Regions from separate parts of the Mus musculus genome. Here all the other regions are linked to region 2. A link is a contact called in public ChIA-PET and Hi-C data. All regions are on one chromosome and are shown on one strand. Each heading gives the region's core, a stretch centred on a gene start, on an enhancer-like site or on the middle of the called end of the contact. The rest is flanking DNA. Distances are from core to core; before and after follow the strand shown.

Region 1 (3,595 bases), core at 139-2,638, 1.0 Mb after region 2:
ATGTCTCCCTGCAAGAGGAGCTTGGTTGACTTTAGAATATTTACTAACCTGCATTCCTCCAAGCCCTGAACGTAGTATCTGGGGCAAAACAGACAAGAATTGGTCTGTTTCCCTCACTGGGGTCTTCAGACCAGGGCTTAGCCCCAAAGCCCTGTCTGCACCATGAGAGAACCACATAACCAATGTCTAGCTGGAGAATAACAAGCCAGGCAGGAGAGCACCTCCAGACCCCAGCATGACCAAGAATATGGCCACTTTCTAAAGTGGATCTCCTATGTGACCCTAGGCAAGTCACTTAAGCTCTGTTCTTCAATTTCCAATTATGCAAAGAGAAAATCGTGCCATCACCGAGGACAGAAGTGTATAAAGGGCCCACAGCAAGTGCAGTGGGAGTTCTATCATCTATGGTTGTCATTTATCACCTTGGAAGCAGGTGGTCCTCAGCCAACCGGCAGCTGGGGATGTAGCTCAGACTTAAAGAGGAATCACTTGTTCGTAATTGAATCCCTCCCTTAGAGTCACTTAGTTAACCAGCTGAGAGGACAGGAAGGTTCTTCTGGAGGCCCCGCCCACTACAATTGGTCTGGAGCTGGCAACAGGAAGCCGACATCCTCCTTTGGAAATGTTTATCTGGAGAACCGCACCCCACTACAGGCTGTGGAAACCTTCAGTCTGCCCTGGTATTCAAGGATGCATCTAAGGGTCTCCAGGGGTCTAGAACGGCGCTAGGCTGGGAAAAGAAGGAGAAAAGAGGAACGAAACAGGGTGAGAATTTAGCAGAGCCTGAGGGTGAGATACCGAAAGGTCATCGAGGAGGCTGCGCCCTCCAAGAAAAAGATCTCAGAAAGGAAGCCTCCCCCTCAGGAAGGCATCAGGAACCAGACGCAGCAGCTGGTCTTTAAACCCCAGTGTGACGGAAAGGCAGTCTGCCCTTTCCTTATCCTTTTGGTCAACAAGGCACAGGATGCTCTCCCACTAGCCCAGCCCTCTGCTGCTCCGCCTCTCCCATAGGTGCTCAGCGTGGCCGTGACGCACACTTTCCAGATTGCCAAGGCCCGCACTCAACTTGGTTATGCGCCGGACAAGTTCAGCTTCGCCGACGCAGTGGAGCGATATGTGCAGGCCACGACCCCGCAGCCCCGCTGTTGCATCGTGCTGACGCTCCTGCGGCTGCTGCTCATGCTGCTGCTACTGTTCGCCCTGCTCGGCCTGGCCCTGTACTTCCTAGGGCTGCAGCCTTTGCAGGCGGTGGTGGAAAGGCTCTGAGCCCGACCACGACCACGACCACGACCTCGCCCACGTAGTAGCTCGCTATCTTTCTACCTGGCTTGACCTCCCGGTTTAGGCCCGCCCCTGCCTCTTGACTCCGCCCCGATTCCTGGCCACGCCTCTGCTTCGCTCTCTTGGCTTCTATTCGTCTGCACATTTGGGTTTCCCGGCTCTTGGCTCCTTGATCCTGTGTGTTACTCTTTTCCCGAGGCTAGGCGAGGCGGTTGATGAGGTCCCAGCCTCAGCCTGCTTCCCCTTCCCAGCCATTTCCAGTCCTACCCAGTCTAGCCCTCTCCTTCCTATTCTTCCAGATTCTTCCCTGATCTGACTTCACCCCTTTCTGCCTCCATCTCTACGCTGAAACCCCAGTGAGGTCGCTTCTGTTGGGATAAGCCTTAGCCCTGCCTTCACGGTTGGTCTAAATGCGTGAGTTCTGGTTGGTGGAGTCTGTGGAATTGGACCTGTCTTCTGCCTCCTTCAAGGACCTTCTCCCTGCCACGGCTTCTTTGAGTTTATCCTGACACCTATCTATGTGTTGACTAGCTGGGAAAGGATACCCAAGCCCAACTTAGTAACTTTTGGTTCTCATTTAACGAGTGGAACCGACTAAGCACAGTAAAACGTTTCAGGTCCAGAGGACGCAATGGAGAAAAAAAGTTTGTAAAAGAAATTTGAGGGCTGGAGAGATGGTTCAGCGGTTCAGCGGTTGAGAGCACTGACTACTCTTCCAAATATCCTGAGTTCAAATCCCAGCAACTACATGGTGGCTCACAACCATCTGCACAGCTAGAGTGTACTCATATATACATAAAATAAACAAATCTTTAAAAAAAAAGAAATTTGAATGTCTCATTTAAAAAGTACCAATATAACAGACAAAATAAGAGTTTGGCTGATCATATTTTATGTTTGTGTGTATTTGTATGTGGTATCAGAGGATGTCATTCCTGAAGCTGTCTTACCTTATTTTTCCAGACTGGTTTAGAGTTTAGAATTTGGAATGGGTAGGGTAGGCAAGAAGCCTTAGGGATCCACCTGCCTCTGACTTCTCAGCTCTGGGGTTACAAGTATATGCCACCTCACCCAGCATTTTATGCGGGCACTATAAATGGAAGTCAAGTCCCCATCCTTGTGTGACAGGCACTTTGCCCACTGAGCCACTTCCCAGCCTCCATATTTTAGTATCATTTGTATCTCTTGATGAGTAGTGCTCCTCACCATCATCTTTAAGACTTTGAGTCCACAGATCTGCTCTCAACAGAGACTGTACCTCCCTGCCATTGTGATGTGGACTGTGGATCCCAAAAATAACAGTGTGTAAGCAGATCCACGGGTATCTATCATCTGGTACGCACGTGGCGTTAACTGAATAAACACCACGGACCCTAGCAGAGAACAAAGTAACTACCAGGCTGCAGTGGAGGAAAGAGAAGGTATGAGTCAACCTTCATAGGTGGTGTGGTGTTCCTCATAGCACGTGTCCCGGTCAGGCAAATTAGAAAAACTGTGTAGGAGTTTTAAAATACAGTAGTTAGAATTTTGTGCGTGTGTCTACTTTTTAAAAAGACTTATTTATTTGTATAAGTACACTGTAGCTGTCTTCAGACACACCAGAGGAGGGCATTGAATCCCACATGACAGGATGGTTATGAACCACCCTGTGGTTGCTGGGAGTTGATTGAACTCAGGACCTCTGGAATGGCAGTTTGTGCTCTTAACCCCTGAGCCATCTCTCCAGTGTCTACTTGGTTCTTTGTTTCTTTGTTTGTTTTTGTTTTAAAGACCAGTGGTAATCATTTCTATCTGTTTAGTGCCCAACGCTGGCAGGAGCTTGCATTTGTATAGCCTTATTCCATTATTAGAGCCACACTTACAGTAGGGTTTGTTACCGTCAATGTAAAGATAAGGAATTGGAGGCCATCACTAACTTGAAATATCAGAAGGTGAGGGCTTCTGCTCTGTAGCTGAGATCATTTGGAAGAACTTCCCAAGGTCCAGTGGGAAATGTAACACATGGTTTATGTCTATTGCAGCCTAATTCTGTTCCAGGGTTTGGGGTTGAACTCTGGGCTCTACTTCCTTATCCCATACCTACAAATCTCAGGCTGTCCGAGGTTGGCCATCATACTTCCTTCTCCTGATGCTATGATGAAATACTTGGGCGAGCTGGGTAGTGACTTTTATTCTAGCACTTGGAGGCAAAGGTAAGCAGATCTCTGAGTTCAAGGCCAGCCTGGTCTACAGAGTGAGGTGCAGGACCACCAAGGCTACAACAGAGAAACCCTGTTTGGGAAAAACAAACAAAACCCTGACACTAGCAACTTAA
Region 2 (3,843 bases), core at 774-3,273:
TTGAAAAGGTAAGACATGCTTTGCCTTATGGTTTCAGTTCCTTTTCACAGCTACCTCTTTGTTCTGTTATTTGTCCTATAGATGAAGACCAAGTGGACACAAATGTCAACTGTCTATGCTGGGCCATTTAGCAAAGATTGTAACGTCGGGGCTCTGAAGAAGGTGTTTAGTAGCTTGGGCCCAGTACACTCAATCACTCTTGTTCTTGAAACTTACAGGGTAAGATGAGAAAATTAAGGGTTTTGACTTAGAAAAATCAGGTGGTTGTGGGGGCTGTGCAGCTAATAGTACAGTGAGCTTGAGAGTGCCCAGCTCTGTGTGACTCATAAATAATCAGGTTTTCTAGAGCTTATGTTTTTGTTTATTTATAATTTTTATTTTGTTTTGCTTAAAGAGAAATCTGCCATGTAGGCCAGAAGAAAATATGTCTACTGAAGCCAGTCGTGGTAGCACATGCCTTTAATCTCAGAACTCCAGGAGGCAAAACAACAAAATCCCTGCTATTTGAATGTAGCCTTTGTGCCTCCTGATTGTGACCTCACTACATTTCTAACCATTTTTTATTTTAGACAGAGGGGCTCATTGCACAGCCTATGTTGGTATAAAATATGCAATCCTCCTGAATAGTTGGAATTATAGGTGTACGCTACCACACACTCTACCCAACTTCAATTTTCTTTCTTTTTTCTTTTTTTTTAAAGAAAAAGTTATTTAGTATATTAAAGGTACTGTAGGCCTGCTTTTCTTATTTTATTTATTTATTTACTTATTTATTTTTTGGTTTTACGAGATAGGGTTTCTCTGTAGCCCTGGCTGTCCTGGAAGTCACTCAGTAGACCGGGCTGGCCTCGAACTCAGAAAGTTTCTCAGAACTCTGCCTCCCGAGTGCTGGGATTAAAGGTGTGTGCCACCACTGCCAGCACTTTTCTTATTCTAATTTCCCAGTCTCTTGGAGTAAATTTTGTATACTGTTTTTTTTTTTTTATTATTTATTTACTTTATATCCTGATCACAGCTTCCCTCTCCCTCTTCTCCCAGTCTCTCCTTCTCCCCCACCCCATGCTCTCTTCCCTTTCTCCTCAGAGAAGAGGTGGCCTCCTATAGATATCAGCTTGTCTTGGTGTATCAAGTTGTACTAGGACTAGGTGTATCTTCCTCTATTGAGGCTAGACAAGGCAGCCCAGTTAGGAGAAAGGGATCCAAAGGCAGGCAACAGAGTCAGAGAAGGCCCTGAGGAACTATGTCTATCCCATACATGTTCTCTGCTTAGTGGTTCAAGCTCAGTGAGTCCTTATGGGCCCAGGTTAGTTGATTCTGTAGGTTTTCCTGTGGTTTCTTGACCTCTCTGGCTCCTTTAATCCTTCCTCCCTCTCTTCCAAAGACTCCCCATGTTCTGCCCAATGCTTAGCTGTGGCTCTCTTCATCTCTTTCCATCAGCTGCTGGGTGAGGCCTCTCAGATGACAGTTACCCTAGATTCCTCTCTGCAAGTACAGCAGACTATCATTAACAGTGTCCGGGATTGGCTCTCTCCCATGGCATGGGTCTCAAGTTGGGCCAGTTATTGGTTGGTCATTCCATTGATCTCTGGCCAGTTATTGGTTGGCTGTTCCATTGATCTCTGCTCCCTGCACATATTATAGGCAGGAAAAATTACAGGTCAAAAGTTTTGTGGATAGGTTTGTGTTGCCATCCCTACTTTGGAAGTCTTGGAGATGACCTGTTCAGGGTCCATATCTCCTATTGCTAAGGAGTCTTAGCTGGGGTTACCCTCAGAGATTGCTGGGAGCTTCCGTTTTCCTAGCTTTCTAGCTTCTCTCAGAGGTGCCAATTCTCTCTCCCTCTTTCTTCTCAATACTTGATCCCTCCTGTTATCCTCCCTACCCCTTCTCGTACCCAGTTTTCTCCGTCAGTTGATCCCCAGTGTCTGTTTTATTTCCCCTTCTCAGTGAGATTCAAGCATCCGCCCTTGGGCCTCACTTGTTATTTAGCTTCTTTGGCTCTGTGGTTTGTAGCATGGTTTAGAAATGAGTACTTACTTTGAGTGAGTACATACTTTATCTTTCTATCTGGGTTACGTCACTCAGGAAGACCTCTTCTAGTTCTATTTCCCTGCAAATTTCATGATTTCATTGTTTTTAATAGCTGAGTAATATTTCATTGTGTAAATGTACCACATTTCTTTATTTTTTCTTTAGTTGAGGGATATCTATTGTTTCCAGTTTCTGGCTATTATGGTTAAAGCTACTATGAACACAGTTGAACAAGTGTCCTTGTGGTATGGTGGAGCATATTTTGAGTATATGCCTAGGAGTAGTGTAGCTGGGTCTTGAGGTAAAACTATTTCCTGTTTTCTAAGAAACCACCAAATTGATTTCCAGAGTGATTGTACAAGTTTGCTCTCCCACAAGCAATGGCTGAGTGTTCCTCTTGGTCTATTTCTTCACCAACATGAACTGTCACTTGAGTATTTGATCTTAGCCATACTGACAAGTGTAAGAATCTCAGAGTCCTTTTGATTTTCACTTCCTTGATATTGAACACTTCTTTAACTGTTTCCTAGCCATTAGAGTCCTCTGTAGAGAACTCTCTGTTTAGCTCTGTACCTCATTTTTTAACTGGATTATTTGGTTTGTTAATGTCTAATTCCTTGAGTTCTTTATATATTTGGATATCACCCTCTGTTAGATGTAGGGTTGGTGAAGATCTATTCCCATTCTGTAAGCTGCTCTTTGTCTTATGTCAGTGTCCTTTGCCTTGCAGAAGCTTTTCAGTTTCATGAGATCCCATTTTGGTGTTCTGTTCAGAAAAAATTTCCCCTATGCTCTTGCGCGCGCTCGACTGGCCAGGAAGAACGACGCTGCAACAGGATCCTTCTGCACACGTTTATTGGGAGAGCTTGATTGTAGAGGCGAAAAGACCTCGAGCCCAGAACTGGTGCTGCTTTTATAGGCCTAGGACAGGCGTTCTCTCTCATCTGATTGGTTAACTTGTCTCTCATCTGATTGGTTAACTTGTCTCTCATCTGATTGGTTAACTTGTCTCTCATCTGATTGGTTAACTTTTGTCAATTCTCAAAACCTCACCTTGGCAAAAGAACCTTTACTGGCTATGTATGTGTGGTGGCCAGCTGTAGCCAACTGCCACTCTGCAACTGCCACTCTGTAACTGCCACTCTGTAACTGCCACTCTAACTGCCACTCTGTAACGGCTTCCCACACTATGCCAATCCATTTCAGGCTCTTTTCCACTTTCTCTCCTATTAGATTTAGTATATCCGTTTTATCTTGAAGTCTTTGATCCACTTGGACTTTAATTTTGTGCAGAATGATAGATTTGGATCTATTTGCATTTTTCTACTTGCAGACCACCAGCTAGACGAGCAACATTTGTTGAAGATGCTTTCTTTTTTTTCCTGTTGTTTTGGCTTCTTTGTCAAAAATCAAGTGTCCATAGGTGTATGGGTTTATTTCTGGATCTTCGACTTGATTCCATTTATCAGCCTGTCTGGTTTTAATGCAGTTTTTATTACTACTAGTCTGTAGTACAATGTGAGATTAGGAATAGTGATACCTCCAGGAGTTCTTTTATTACATAGGATTGTGTTAGCTATCCTGGGGGGGGGGGTTGGTTTTTGTTTTTCCATATGAAGTTGAGTATTGTTCTTTCAAGGTCTGTACAGAATTATATTGGAATTTTGATGGGAATTGTGTTGCATCTGTAGATTGCTTTTGGAAGGATGGCCATTTTACTGTTAATCCTACCCACCTATGAGCATAAGAGATTTTTCTATGTTCTGATATCTTCTTCAGTTTCTTCAGAGACTTGAAGTTCTTGTCATACAG
Region 3 (3,511 bases), core at 946-3,445, 860 kb after region 2:
TGGTTGCCTCTGAGGCATGGAAGGTTAGCGATGGCAAAAGAGAAATGACACTTTTCCTTTTGAAAAGTATATATTCATTTTTAAAATCAAAATATAGTTATATCATTTCTCCCCTCTTCCCACCCCTTTCATGCATCCCCCCCCCAAGTTTGTGACTCGTTTGTTTTTATTACATAAGTGTTTTTTTTATTTGCTTAGTTTGGCTTGGCTTGTTTTTTTGAGACAGGGTTTCTCTACATAGCCCTGACTATCCTTGTACTTGCTCTGTAGACCAGGATCTCAAACTCAGAGATCCTCCTGCCTCTGCCTCCCAAGTACTGGATTATAGATATGCTTCACCATGTCTGGCTGCTACATAAATGATAAATGCATCAATAAGGCAATATCTAAAGATTGTGTAGGACTTGGCCAAAGAAAGAAGGGATATAAGATTGTCCCAAGTAGGAAGAAATCTGGATGCCAGACCTCAGAGAGGTGCCCCTTCCCTGCCCCCAACACACACATTTTCACTTAGAAAACTTGGAAGCTTGGATGCTGGAGAACTGCAGTGTGAAGGAAGTCTGGCATCGGGTGACTGGCATGCAGTAAGAAACAGGGACTGGACTGTGAGGAGTGTTGTCTAGTGTAAGCAGATTCCCTGAGATACATTCATACCTTAAATGATTAGTGTGATGGTCTCCAGTTTGTATGTTCACAGCTGGACATCCACCATCAATCTAGATGTAACCAGTTATAGAGCATTGTCATTATCTCAAAAAGAAGCCCTTGTACCCTCACCCCACCTACCCCAGCCCTACTTCTAGGGAGCTATTTAATCTACTTTCTATTTCTCTTGTCCTGTCCTACATGGTTTGTATAAATGGAATCCTAATCTGTGGTCTTTTATCACTGGCATTTCTGCATAGCATTCAAGCAGTATCCATATGGTGGGTAGTGTGCATCAAAGTCCCATCCCTTTTGTCGCTACTCAGGGATACACTTTTCTCACTCTAACTGGCACCTGGTTGTTAATGGATATTTGGGTTGTTTCCACCATTTGTGGTCATCATAAACAATCCTGATATGAACATTCATATCCATACACATTTTCATGTAGACAGAGTTTTTATATGCATATATACCTAGTAGTGATGCTGAGTAGTGTGGAGGGTTTCTGGATCAGCTAGCTGTTCACTGTGGTTCCAATCACTCTTTTACTTGCCTGTAAGTAGTGTATGAAGCTGCCAGTTTCTTTTTTGTTTCCTATAGTTTGAGTATGAGTCGCATATGTTTAGACTTTGTTCTTCTCCATTTCTGTGGTAAGTTTTAAAGGCTTTTTAAAAGCTCTTTTGTTTGTTTGTTTTGAACTGTGTCTGTGTTTGTGCTCATGTGTGTGTGAGTGGCCAGAAGAGGGTGTTTGATTCTCAGAGCTGCAGTTAACAGAGCTGCCATTGAGAGCTGCATGACATGGAGGCTGCAAACTAAACTCTGATCCTCTGCAATAGCGGCCTTCCCTTAGCTGCTAGAGATTTAAGTAAAGCCTGAGGCCTGCTGTTCTCTGAGTTGCAGCTTGTAGGAGCCCTGTGATGAGACGGAAAGGTGTACAATGAATGCAAACCACTGTGGCCCTGGGATTAGGTCCAGTCTTAATGTCTGCATTCTGGGTTGTGGCCCTTTCAGGGGCTTCTTGGTTCTTTCTCCTCTGAGACAGGAAGCCAGAAGGATTGGATATTTGGTTAAGGTGAGAAAAGTACTTTCTTTTTTGAGATGTCTGCTTGGGTTCTGGTGAAATGGTTTCTTTTCAGCCACATTTTTTATTAAAGAACAGATGTTCTGGGCTTATTTCAAAACAGATAGTTTGCTCTTTTACCAGTTGTCTGCATGAGGCAGCCTCTTGATCATTATTGTGAGCTAGAAACCAATAAGGTTCCTAGAGACAACCTCCAGAAAGTGGCTCCTCCCACCCAGATCGCCTCTTAGAATTTCCAGCTCTCAGAGTTGTTCACAGGGAACCTGACATCCCTAATCAGCAGGAAGTAGTCTAAAGAGGTCTACATCCCTTTTGCCTCTATCTTTCTTTCTTACCTAGTGTTGGGGGGTTGGAAGGGTAGAAGTATAAAAACCCAATAAAATAGCCACATACACACAGACACACACACACACACACACACAGTGCGTCATCAGTGGTTTGCCCTGTAGCCCCAATTCTCTGATGACTCTAAGAACTGCTGACTTGGTTTGTTCAGCACGACGCGGCCTCACACGCCTGACAGAAGTGAGAACTTACTACTGAGTTGGTCAAGTTTACACCTGCATGTTTTGTTGTTGTGTTGTGGTTTGGAGGAGCTACTATTATAAAAACATTTATAACAGTCAGTATATTTACTTTCTTGAGTTATGGCATATTAAATTAATTACTAATATACAAGAATGTATTTTTGTATGTTGACCTTACTTCCTACAGAATTTATTACTTCTGGTAGTATTCTGAAGGATTTAATTTCCTTTCTTGACTGTTCTGGCTAGAACTTACAGTACAAACATCTTTTGTTTTACTCTTTATCTGAGAAGGAAAATGTTTAGTCTCTCTCCATTAAACATACTAGTGTGGGTTTATTTGGAGTGTTTGTTTGTTTGTTTGTTTGTGACAGGGTCTTGCCATGTAGCCCAGGTTGGCCTCAAGCTTTTGATTATCCTCCTGTCTCAGTCTTCCAAGTCCCTTTTGTTTTGGTTTGTTGTTGGGTTTTGTATAATGTTTATTTGATTGAACAGGCTCATTTCTCTACCAGACATAGTGATAACTGATAGGCTTTTTCTCTCTCTCAGCGACACAGACATAGGCCAGATTAGATCAGATTAAAAGTAGAGAAAGGTAGGTTTATTAGGGGCAGCTCTCAGATGGGTTCACTGGTCTCACAGGTGGAGCTCAGTGAAGTCACACATCCAGGCTAAAGCAAGGGTTTTTGTAGAGTTTAGGTGAGGTGTGATGAAGTTCCTACTAGGACCCGGGATTATGCCCATACATGATCAAAATCTGAGCTCCTGGGCGGGCACTCTTGGGTGGGTTACCGGAAACGGGGACATGTTAGCCCGGAGTTTTCTTCAAGCAGACAAGGGAGTTTTCACAGTGCTGGCCAGGTTGGGGAAAGGAGACGGGGATTTCCTAGCTGTACAGGGGATGAGCAGGGATTTCAGCCTGAGTAGCGTTTTTGTAAAAATCTATACTCTTAGGAACACTATTGACAGTGAATTTTGTTTACTTACTTTTTGAGATAGGGTATTCAGGCTATCCTGGAACTCACTAAATAGCCCAAGCTGGCACTTGGTAATCCTCCTGCCTCAGCGTCCACGTGCTAGAATTACAGGTGTGAGCTATCATGTCCAGTTGATACCTGATTCCACAGAGTCCATTCTGAGCTCCTCAATTACATTTGTACTCATTTCTGTTTATTATAAGGTTGTACATGGTTTCATCACCTTGTGTCTACAATCACATTAACAATAAGACACACTTGCATGCATCCATGAACGG

Evidence for each region. A called contact is a pair of places that touch in the nucleus more often than the background predicts. ChIA-PET counts read pairs in DNA pulled down with a chosen protein or histone mark.
Region 1: a contact with region 2 is called in an RNA polymerase II ChIA-PET map of memory CD8 T cells, with 4 times the contacts expected there. The contact joins two enhancer-like sites. A contact is called at or near these places in 1 of 15 datasets of contacts at CTCF or cohesin (large pre-B cells), 10 of 484 Hi-C or Micro-C datasets (the AtT-20 cell line, CD4 T cells, CD8 T cells and 7 more) and 6 of 115 datasets of contacts at active chromatin or transcription factors (astrocytes, embryonic stem cells, large pre-B cells and 3 more).
Region 3: a Hi-C map of CD8 T cells shows a contact between it and region 2, with 2.9 times the contacts expected there. The contact joins two enhancer-like sites. A contact is called at or near these places in 7 of 39 promoter capture datasets (HPC-7-derived erythroid cells, cranial neural crest, embryonic stem cells and 4 more), 1 of 484 Hi-C or Micro-C datasets (CD8 T cells) and 1 of 115 datasets of contacts at active chromatin or transcription factors (memory CD8 T cells).

The regions. Positions count from the first base shown.
Region 1 is chr7:120,829,928-120,833,522 of GRCm38.p6, forward strand. Gm5737 (predicted gene 5737) reads left to right here. Exons shown (of 12, transcript NM_001370881.1): 12 at 1,012-1,897. The coding sequence ends at 1,266. Among named protein-coding and RNA genes, the nearest start is that of n-TLtag1, 3.8 kb to the right of the region's middle. Within about 2 kb of position 1,389, at least 193 of the 459 cell types and tissues checked have an H3K27ac peak or open chromatin away from gene starts, as enhancers often do. A contact at or near this core is called in CD8 T cells, the G1E-ER4 cell line and memory CD8 T cells, where this site is marked.
Region 2 is chr7:119,834,183-119,838,025 of GRCm38.p6, forward strand. Rexo5 (RNA exonuclease 5) reads left to right here. Exons shown (of 20, transcript NM_001370778.1): 15 at 82-219. Among named protein-coding and RNA genes, the nearest start is that of Rexo5, 42 kb to the left of the region's middle. Within about 2 kb of position 2,024, at least 52 of the 459 cell types and tissues checked have an H3K27ac peak or open chromatin away from gene starts, as enhancers often do. A contact at or near this core is called in CD8 T cells, the G1E-ER4 cell line and memory CD8 T cells, where this site is marked.
Region 3 is chr7:120,697,701-120,701,211 of GRCm38.p6, forward strand. All of the region lies in intron 1 of Mosmo (modulator of smoothened), which reads left to right. Among named protein-coding and RNA genes, the nearest start is that of Gm51495, 7.6 kb to the left of the region's middle. Within about 2 kb of position 2,196, at least 36 of the 459 cell types and tissues checked have an H3K27ac peak or open chromatin away from gene starts, as enhancers often do. A contact at or near this core is called in CD8 T cells and memory CD8 T cells, where this site is marked.